Linked DNA regions of Mus musculus: region 1 is linked to region 2. The links are chromatin contacts, called in public promoter capture Hi-C maps. All regions are on one chromosome and are shown on one strand. Each heading gives the region's core, a stretch centred on a gene start, on an enhancer-like site or on the middle of the called end of the contact. The rest is flanking DNA. Distances are from core to core; before and after follow the strand shown. Region 1 overlaps Atl1 (atlastin GTPase 1). Region 2 overlaps Cdkl1 (cyclin-dependent kinase-like 1 (CDC2-related kinase)).

Region 1 (4,743 bases), core at 1,272-3,771, 180 kb after region 2:
AGGATGGGTTGAAATTGAAATGAGAACCTTATTAAGCAGTAACATCCAAAGTCTTTGAATAAAATTTGAGATTAAAGCAACTAAATTCAAAACAAAAGGATACTTACTATGCATCATATAATTAAAAGGGAAGAGGCAAATATGTATAATACATGCATTATATACATATATAATAAAATAATACTATAACAATGTGCTCAGGACATTAGTGACATAATTCATATTTAGAGTAGAAAAATACCTAAGAATGAGGCTGGAGAGATGACTCTGCAGATGGCACTGGCTGTTCTAGAAGACTCAAGTTTTATTCCCATTATGTAAATGGTGTTTCACAACCATCTGAAATGCCAATTCCAGGGGATTCCATTCTGTCTTCTAGCTTCTGTGGATACAAGGCACTTAAGTGGCACTCAGACATACATACAGGCAAAATGCTCATGTGTATAAAATAATTTTTAAAATAGAAAATGACAGCATAAAATAGCTTTTAGATGGTATTTCAGTTTACTTAACAAATTGTAATAACTGTTCCTTGCAAGGCCCAAGAAACAAACTCTCAGCAGTGATACACAGATTATAATCTATGATAAGAGGTAATGAGATCTCTCTGGGTGACCTTGCTTATTTTTCTATTGTTTTAGTCACTGCAAGGCCTCCCATAGTAAGTCTAGCAATCCAGCAGGAGCCATTTGATGGTATCTGTCCCATAAATAACAAGGTTCTTTACATTAACTGTAGCTTTAAAAGGTGCAGTTGAAAGCTTTCTTTTGATCAAAACCAATGTCTGATTCCTGAGGCCCTGGTGAAAAATCTCTGGTCACATGTGAGGGGTGAGTTATTGCTGTTGATGGCTGTGAATGTTGCTTCCTTGATCATTTGAGCTTCCATGAACCATGCCTGGCTCCACACTGGTCTGCACTGGGTGAACAAATCCTTGGATCTGGGTCTGTGTGACTAATTGGAGGTATTTTTCAGATTATCAAATGTTATTTAAAGTTCATTCTAAATCCAACTTCAAACAATTCTGAATTTTACTAATGTTCTCAGGCAAATGTAAGCACTGGTTTCTTGTGACTCTCACAGAGCTCTCAGATGGCAATAACAGTGTTTATCATTGGGTCCACGCTGAGAAGATCCTCTCTTCAACTGGAATATGGGCTCCAAGATGCCCTCTGTTCTACCATTAAATGCTCTCCTTGGCTATCACAGTCCCAGAGCTTACTATTTAGCCAGTTTATACCCTCTAATTATGTAGGTTGCAAAGTAGACATATTCCGCAACTGATTAACAGTCTCAAGATTTACTTGGGTCAATATTGTATATGCTGATGCATGTCCGTATGGCAGATGTGTTTAGTAGCCAGTCTAAAAAAAGCTTATATAGCTGTCATAAACTTAAAGAGTGGCCATGGTATTTCTGAACCCTGATCTCTTTAGGCCAGACCTCTAAGTATACCTGCTGACTTCTAGGCCTTTCTGAGCCTGGTGACCCGAGACAGGTGGGAAGTGCTGGCACTGTACATACCCAGCAGACAGCGCCTACAGCAAATTAGATGCTCTAATTAGAAAATTAGAGGCATTAAGTCCTTAAAAAGGAAAAGCTTTCCCGGGCATGAGCATCACTCACTCTCGGAGGCCTTGACTCTTTCTCAGATGTGTAGCTGAGGGCTGCTGACATTCAGTCTCTTACTGCTCATCTCAGTGTTAGTTCTTTATTTTCCCAGTTACTTCTTCCTAGTCTTTTCCAGCGTTCTCTCTCTCTTTTATAAATTGAATCCAGGACCTTACACACACTAGGGAAGAAAGTCCTCTTCCCAAGGTGCTTCCTGGCCCTCCCACAGTGCCCTTATTAACCATTTTCATATTCTCAAATCCCACCATTTCAACTTCAGAGCAGGACTTAATCTCCTCTGGGAGATAAGAGAAACGTTTTTTTCACACTCATGTGAGTGGAGACATAGTCACGATCTAATCAGTCTCAGGACTCATTGAAGCTGGAAGTTGCTGTGTGTGTGGTGTAGTAAGGAAACAATGTGCATGGTGTAGTAAGGAAACAATGTACATGGTGTAGTAAGGAAACAATGTACATGGTGTAGTAAGGAAACAATGTACATGGTGTAGTAAGTAAACAATGTACATGGTGTAGTAAGGAAACAATGTACATGGCACAGTCAGATGGTTTGAATCACTGCCAAGGAATTTTGCAAGCCACTTTGGTACAAAACATTCTTGGGCAAAAATCTATACTGATTGGAGCTGCCAAATAATACCAGAGAAGTACATGACCTCTCTGAGAAAAGAGAGGCTACTGTCTGCCCACTAGGGGTGGGGAGGGATTGGTGTGTGATGGGACCACAGGGAAGGACAGCTGCCTGGGACCCTCCCTATGTTCTGTCAAGAGAGCAGAGGTGACCCCAGAGTTTCATGAAATTCGTGTTACATATCTGGAAACACAGAGTTAGGTCAAGGTTCAGGTCAAAGTTCTCTTGGTTTCCACATTTAGGTTATGGGATGTAACTGCTAGACAAAGATGACAACTGAGCCAGTGCTCCTTCTGTGCCAGGCCCAGTGCAAACCATGTTTTGTACATTATACAGACCAGTGTTCACTGGTAGTGCTGTTACTTCTCAATTTCTTTCTCATTTTATCCAAGGAGGAAGTGGCTAATCAGAGTACTTTATAAGCTTAAGACTGCTTATATATACCATGATAGCACAGAGCTAATCTCTGACTAGGTCACGGGTCTGAGGCCTTGAATCCAGCCACCATCTTCTCTTTCTGTTCTTTATCCCTAGCGCTTACTAAACTATAATTTGTGATCTTGTATTTTAGTGACTATATCCCACCTTATTAGTTAACCTGTAGGTCTGAAGGACAGCAGCTTTGTAATTTGCTCTTTTTACCCTCTCACAAACAATGACTAATAGTCAACATTGTCCACTAATGGTCATGGAACATACATTAAGATTTGCACATAATTTTCATATAAGGAAATCTACTGAGTACAGAATCTGAGTCTGAAATTCACTGACTCTAGAGTGCTGCCCCTCAGTTCATCTTGCTGTCTAGAACGCTCCATCCTGTATTCTCTCTGCTCAGTTTCTCTCCAGCAGACATGCTCTCTGTGGAGTTCCTTCTTTCCAATAACCTCTGAGGAAGCTCCTCTCTTGAAGGGCCTCATAACAAAGGAGTGACCACACTACCCAAGTCTACTTAAAACAGCTGGCTCAGAGGCTGTGGAAGTTGAATTTAAACCTTGGTTCATAGCTGAGTTTTAAGAAATTTTATGTAGTTCCAAAAGACAGAAATGGGCTGTAGACTTCTTCAGTATTTTAGTAGATATGCACTGTCTCCTTTCCAACTAGTCTACTAGTTAAACCCTCAGGTGGAAAAAATGATTAGGCCAGGTGTGGTGTGGAAATGTCTTTAAAAGCTGCAGGCTTTAGGGGGCAGAGGCAGGCAGGTCTCTATGAATTCAAAGCCACCTGGTCTACATATTGTGTTCTAAGCCAGCCAAGGCTACATAGTGAGATAGTGAGATCCTGTCTTTAAAAAACAACAACATGAGAGAGAGAGAGAGAGAGAGAGAGAGAGAGAGAGAGAGAGAGAGAGAGAGAGAGAGAGAGAGAGAGAGAGAGAAAAGCATTGAAAAGCATTGAGAGCCTTCATCATGCATCAAGTCAGGTTCAGGGAACTCATGGTGGCTGGGGTCAGCCTGTTCTTCACCCTTGAACCACACAGCATGCTTCAACAGAACGCACCCTGTAAGACCAACACTACCCATTCTTGGCTTTGTAACCCACAAAACAAGGTCATCAGTTTGTTTCCCACAGAATGAGTCTTGCTTATGGGCTGGCTATCACCAGCTGTTGATGGGAGCAAGCTGTTGTATATATGGTCCTTTCTAGTCTTTTTCTCTACTTGGAACAGAAGTTAAAACTGAAATTGATTGATTAAACACATTAAAGACTAGTTCAGATTTTTTCATTTAATCTTTATTTATTTACACTCCAGATTTTATTCCCCCCACCTCCATCCACCCTCCAATGTTCCACATCCCATACCTTCTTCCCACCCCCTGTCTCCACGAGGATGTTCCCACCACCCACCCCCACCCTACCAGATCTCTAAACTCCCTGGAGCCTACAGTCTCTTGAGGGCTAGGTGCATCATCTCTGACTGAACCCGGACCCGGCAGCCCTCTGCTGTATATGTGTTGGGGGCCTCATATCAGCTGGTATATGGTGCCTGGTTGATGGTCCAGTGTCTGAGAGATATCGGGGGTCCAGGTTAGTTGGGACTGCTGGTCCTCCTACATGGTTGCCCTCCTCCTCGGCTTCTTCCAGGTTTTCCCTAATTCAACCATGTTGACCAATGATTCTAAATCAGTTTTTCCTTCTGAGGATATGATTAATTTCACATATTTTATAATGGATGTGCACATAAATTTAGCATTAGCTTTCCAGATCATTAGAATCATTTTAAGTATTTTATATGGACATCAACACATGTATTGACATATTCCATATACTGATAACATTGATAGAGCTACCCATGTTCATTGTACTTCAATCATTTATACTCAACTTCTTTTATTATTATATCAAATTACTTAAGAAATAAATAGGAGACAGAAGGAGAGATAAGAGGAAGTCTGAGAAGGCTAAGAAGTAAAGAGTCAAACATATCCTTAAAAGCAGGTGCCTAGGCTTACCATCAACTTTGCTCATCTGTAGCAGGACGA
Region 2 (5,239 bases), core at 2,440-4,939:
TCCCTCCACAGCCTCGTGGACCTGTGCCTAGAGGGGAAGCATCCACACAGCACAGCCTACACTGAGTTCTTCAGGGACAGTGCCTCGTGTCAGGCACAGAAACTGAGAGCGTCAGGGTATTTGATGACTCCAAACCAAAGGAGCTAACAGGAAGGTCCTCTGTCTCTGAGGAGTCCATTTCCAAATTGGAATCGTCTTTTCCCGTGTTGCTGCTGATCTCAGAAACGTTGTCGTCTAAGGTTTAGGGGCGCTTACCCTGTGAAACTCTGAAAGAGGTTCCTGTCCAATGCAGCTCATTCTGTAGCAATGGCAGCCGAATGAGCTGATGGTGGCCTCATGTAAAGTCCTAGGGGTATCACTAGGAAAGACTGGTTCAGGAAACTGCTTCTCTGGGCCACAAGTGGCCACTTTCTAGAGCAGAGAAGCAGAGGCCTGAGAGAAGCAGAGGCCTGAGAGAAGCAGAGGCCTGAGAGAAGCAGAGGCCTGAGAGAAGCAGAGGCCTGAGAGAAGCAGAGGCCTGAGAGAAGCAGAGGCCTGAGAGAAGCAGAGGCCTGACAGAAGCAGAGGCCTGACAGAAGCAGAGGCCTGACAGAAGCAGAGGCCTGACAGAAGCAGAGGCCTGACAGAAGCAGAGGCCTGACAGAAGCAGAGGCCTGACAGAAGCAGAGGCCTGACAGAAGCAGAGGCCTGCAGCCAGGGCCCTGTGGTACTGAGGCTCTAGCCTCTGACTAGATCGTCTTGAGTGACCAGTGCTACTCGGTTCAGAACTTTACCTCTCACTCAAATCCAGAACCTTGCTCTAGTTTGGATAAGCAAGCAAAAACACAGCCTCTAGGGTGTTGATTCCTATGTCTGAAAACACTGTAATGAAGCCCCTTAGCCCCTAGCTTTAAAAATGAATTACAGATACACACACACAGTAGAGACATATGTCCCCGAGCTGTCAAAGCCTCCCCACTAGGGCTGGAGCGGCAGGAGAGTGCCCTAAAGCCACTGGACGGAACAGCCAAGGAAGGCTGAGTGACCCTGCGTGAGCTCCAAGGAGGCTCCAATGTGCAAGACATTGGTGGAGACGATAAAAACAGGAAACACCACCGGACCCTGGTGACGCACACCTTTAATTCCAGCACTCGGGAGGCAGAGGCAGGTGGAATTTGAGTTCAAGACCAGCCTAGTCTACAGAAGGAGTTCCAGGACATCCAGGGCTACACAGAGAAACCCTGTCTCAACAAACAAACAAATGGAAATACAGTCTCACCCTCAGGTGGCCTTCAGTACTTTGGGAAGACAAAGCTCTATGGTGATTGCTGGTAATACAAGAGTTATGGAGCAGAGAAAGAGTGCTTTAAATGGCGTTCCTTAGCAGAGTAGAATCTAACTCCTGGATTCTGAAAACAGCAACCACTAGTTATGGATCTCTTTTACTGTACCCTCCTCCCTTTTCTCTTCTGTCCTTCCCATTGCCCTTAATTGTAGGAGGGGGGCACGGTGAACAAGACTTTCTTCTCGACACTTAGAAGGCTGAGGTTCTTCCTCTACGGTAATCTGAATAATCCAAAACTTGTCAGGCAGGCTGCAGTAAGGACATCTGGATGAATCACCTCATCCTAATGCAGGCTTAGCATCCCTCATTAAAAATTCTGAGACTGAGTGCCAACATGATCCTACAAGTAGGAGATGCTACACTCGACTCCAAGTGTCATGGTCAAATGCGGGCACGCTAGAACGATCATATAACCAGCCTTTAGGATATGGGAAGAAATGAAATGAAACATAAATGAATTTTCTGTTTAGACTCGGGTCCCTTCCCTTACATACCACATTGAAACCTCTAATGTCACAAACACTAGAGTCCCAAGCCGTCTGGATGAGGGATGTTCAGCTTGTAACATGGAAGCCGCCTGTGACCAGCTAAGTCCTTGCAGTAGTTCTGTTGCCAGGCTTAACACATTTAGAAGTTAAGAGGATCTGACCTAAGCTTAAGAGATTAGTCTATATATCCTGGACAATTAGTAAATTCCCAGTAATCATTAAGTCTTGTCATTTGAACAAACCATAGACACTTTTAATGGAGCCATTTCAGCGAGGCTGAGAAATGTCTGTTTCCTAAAGGTGTCAGGTAAGCAGGGGGTGTGGGAGAAGCGAGCAGGTTCTCTCAAAGTCAGCGGAAACCACTTACCCAGGGTTTTCCTTATCAGGTAGAGCTGATCCACGTCAGATTTTCCTGGCCATAGAGGCACTCCGGACAGTAACTCAGCAAACACACAGCCAATTGCCCAGACATCTACAGGGGGACCATACTGCGTGTCTCCCACTAGCAGCTCGGGTGAGCGGTACCACCGGGTGGCCACGTAGTCCGTGTAGTAGTCACCTGGTCCAGCTGGCCGGTGCAGAAACGTGGAAAACAGATCAGTGGAAGCCCGGAGTCAAAACTGAGCAGGGAAAAACCTAAGAAATGAAGCTTTTCCGAATCACCATTCTCAGTGCTAGCTGCTGGTTGTCATCACTTGGCTGTAGGATGTTTTAAATTACTGATACTTGGGCTTCCTCCCGGCCCAATTAATCCGAACACTTGGAGAGGGCCCAAGGCTACCCGCATACTTTTTAAAAGTTCCTTGGGTGTTAATCTATAGCCAAGATTAAAAGGCATTCATCTGAAGTATTAATTCTGGTAAGTATTGTTTGGGGGGTTGGAGAAGGCAGGAGATTAGCAGGCTTTATAATAACTTTTGTGCTACAATTTACATATAGCATACATATCTAAATTGTTGTGTATTTATACATTTTTCAAGTTATATTTCATTACAAGATTTGGCAGGAACCGTAATTTGTTGCAAGATTATTCCCGGGGCAGAATACAAGAACCAGCTTTCTGTAGTATGGAAACCAGCTGTCCCAGCAAGAATGTTCCTTTTACATTGAAGAAGCCGTGGGTACTCACTGAGAAGCCGTGCGAACCCAAAGTCACAGAGCTTAATGGCTGACTGTTTGGTGATGAGAATATTTTCCGGCTTCACGTCTCTGTGTATGCACTGGTTAGAAACAAACAAACAAACAAAACAAAATGTCATGAAGGTGCAACTCTAATATCTGCCACGAGTAAAGGGCTGGAATATTTAGCAGATATTGGATATATCAGTTTAATCTGCCATTGACCTGTTGGATACTAAAACAGCAGACTAAAATAAACCTAGTTCCATACCTACAGACAGAATCATTTCAAATTCTTGAGTGGCCACAAAAACCAAGAAGTGTGATAGGAAAAATGACTGTCAAGAGCCAGACTCAGCAAATAAAAACACGTGAGATACCTAGTTACGTTTGGATTTCAGATAAACGACTTTTTTTTTCAGTGCTGGGCATCAGTCCAGAACCTTAGCCGAGCACGCCACCTGACCTCCACCTCCAACCCAACTAAAATGTTAAGTATATCTCAAACAGTCTGCATTAGAAAAAGGAACTTTATATTTAACTAGGCATCACCCCTAACCTGCCTGCTGTCTATGAAGGGGGAAAGGACCGAAAGGCTTTGAGGCTTCAGCCTGTGGCAAGAACGACAGACAGATTGGAGCAGAAGCCCGGTTCACTGGAAGGCGGCTTGCTCGCTCGGTAAACAAGACAAGCCCTGGGCCTGCTGAGATAAGCTGGGAGAGAGAGGGCTGGAAGCTCGTGTGCCTGCCAAAAGATCGCCCTTCCAGCTCTGACATTTGTCCTGACAAGATAAACAAGAGCTGGCTGCGGCCTCGCCGTCCGGGGTGCGTCGTGGTCGCTAGGTGTCAGCTCTGTCCCACAGCACAGAGGAGCCCAGCGGGAGACTCTTGCATCCTGCCTCACCCGCTGGTATCAAGCTACATTCTTTAAGAGGGTGAAGCCACTACCAAGAGGAGCGCTTGAGGACTCCCACGGGACTTTCTTATTAAATGACAATGTCTTTGATAGATAGACAGATAAATAAATAAATAAATAAATAAATAAAATCTCTTAAGTCAACAACTTTTAATCAACGGTTAACATTTAAAATTGAGTTGGGACAAAATATTACTCCGGGTTCTTTGTGACCCCTCCCTTTTCCCAAGGGTTTTCCTCTCTGCTGGGAAACGCTGGGTCTTTCTGCCGCCCCAGTGACTGTTGGCCTGGAGCCTGCAACTCTTGAGGGTTCCTTGACCCCAGAATCCGGAAAGAGGACAGAGGCTCTTCGTGGGCGCAGCAATTCCCACTCCAAGGGACTTTTAGGGCGAGAGAGCAACGTTAGTGTTTCCCATCAGCATTATTATTCTGGAAAAAAAAAATGGAGGCGGGGTGGGGTGGATAAATTACCTTATAACCTACCTATCTGGTTCTCAGTAATCGATGGCCCTGGGCTCTGAAGTCTTTCACCAGCCATTTTGCATTTTGCTATAAATAGGTCCTTCCATGAATGTCGTGATGACATATGGGCAGAAGGACTCAGAAACAAGAATGTGCTCCACCCCCCCCCCCTTTGTTTGGGAATTCTTTCCAAGCTCAGCACCCTCCCCCCATCAGCCCCCCCCCCCCCCAGCACGTGGAGCCCAGCAGCGTCTGCGGCTCTCCAGAGAGCTGTGGTATGCACTGTATTTATCTTCACTTTCCTCAGATCTCCCCCACCAGGGCTGGCTGGCGAGCTTTCTCGTTCTTTCTGCCCCCTCCTCTCCCCTTCCCTCTGTATCCTCCAGCCCCACTATCTGTCCTGCCACCCTTATGCTGAAACTTGTTTGTTGGGAAAGTGCTAATCACCGATCAAAGCGTCTAGCATCCACTCGTCCTGCCTTAAAATGACTGTTTTCACTGTAAGGAGTCAAACCCAAGGCTTCATGCAGGCAAGGCAAGAGGTCTAACCATGGAGCGACACTCCAGCTCTGATAAGGATTCTAGGCTTCCGATAATGAAAGCCAAAATAATGACTGTTCCCGTGTTTTCTCCTTGTAAGCAGCTTCAGGAAAACTTACTTGGGGCAAGCTCAGAGGGGATTTAACCCCTCGGGCCTGGGTGACCAATAACTGGAGTCCAGTGAAACTCTAAAATTCCCTTCTGGGATTTTGAGTGTTTTTAGTGGTTGGACTCTGATTCCACCCCCCCACACACACACCTTTTTCTTTTCTGCTATATTGATTAATTGGTTGGTTGATTGATCGCAGTACTGGGAATCAAACTCAAGGGCTCATTCATTCTGAGTACTTGACCACACAACTGGGAGCCAGCCCAGGAAGCTGGCTTCCAT

The links. Capture Hi-C pulls out chosen DNA fragments and counts their contacts.
Region 1: a contact with region 2 is called in a promoter capture Hi-C map of adipose tissue. The contact joins two enhancer-like sites. A contact is called at or near these places in 2 of 39 promoter capture datasets (the HPC-7 cell line and hematopoietic stem and progenitor cells), 3 of 15 datasets of contacts at CTCF or cohesin (the G1E-ER4 cell line and embryonic stem cells), 6 of 484 Hi-C or Micro-C datasets (all in embryonic stem cells), 5 of 115 datasets of contacts at active chromatin or transcription factors (embryonic stem cells, epiblast stem cells, extraembryonic endoderm stem cells and 1 more) and 4 of 9 other capture datasets (adipose tissue, embryonic stem cells, liver and 1 more).

What each region holds. Positions count from the first base shown.
Region 1 is chr12:69,939,635-69,944,377 of GRCm38.p6, forward strand. The region is part of intron 7 of Atl1 (atlastin GTPase 1); the gene reads left to right. Among named protein-coding and RNA genes, the nearest start is that of Gm52003, 31 kb to the right of the region's middle. Within about 2 kb of position 2,522, at least 8 of the 459 cell types and tissues checked have an H3K27ac peak or open chromatin away from gene starts, as enhancers often do. A contact at or near this core is called in adipose tissue and liver, where this site is marked.
Region 2 is chr12:69,754,267-69,759,505 of GRCm38.p6, forward strand. Cdkl1 (cyclin-dependent kinase-like 1 (CDC2-related kinase)) reads right to left here. Exons shown (of 10, transcript NM_183294.2): 5 at 2,942-3,032; 6 at 2,180-2,380. Among named protein-coding and RNA genes, the nearest start is that of Mir681, 7.1 kb to the right of the region's middle. RefSeq lists an enhancer at 3,143-4,996. Within about 2 kb of position 3,690, at least 121 of the 459 cell types and tissues checked have an H3K27ac peak or open chromatin away from gene starts, as enhancers often do. A contact at or near this core is called in adipose tissue and liver, where this site is marked.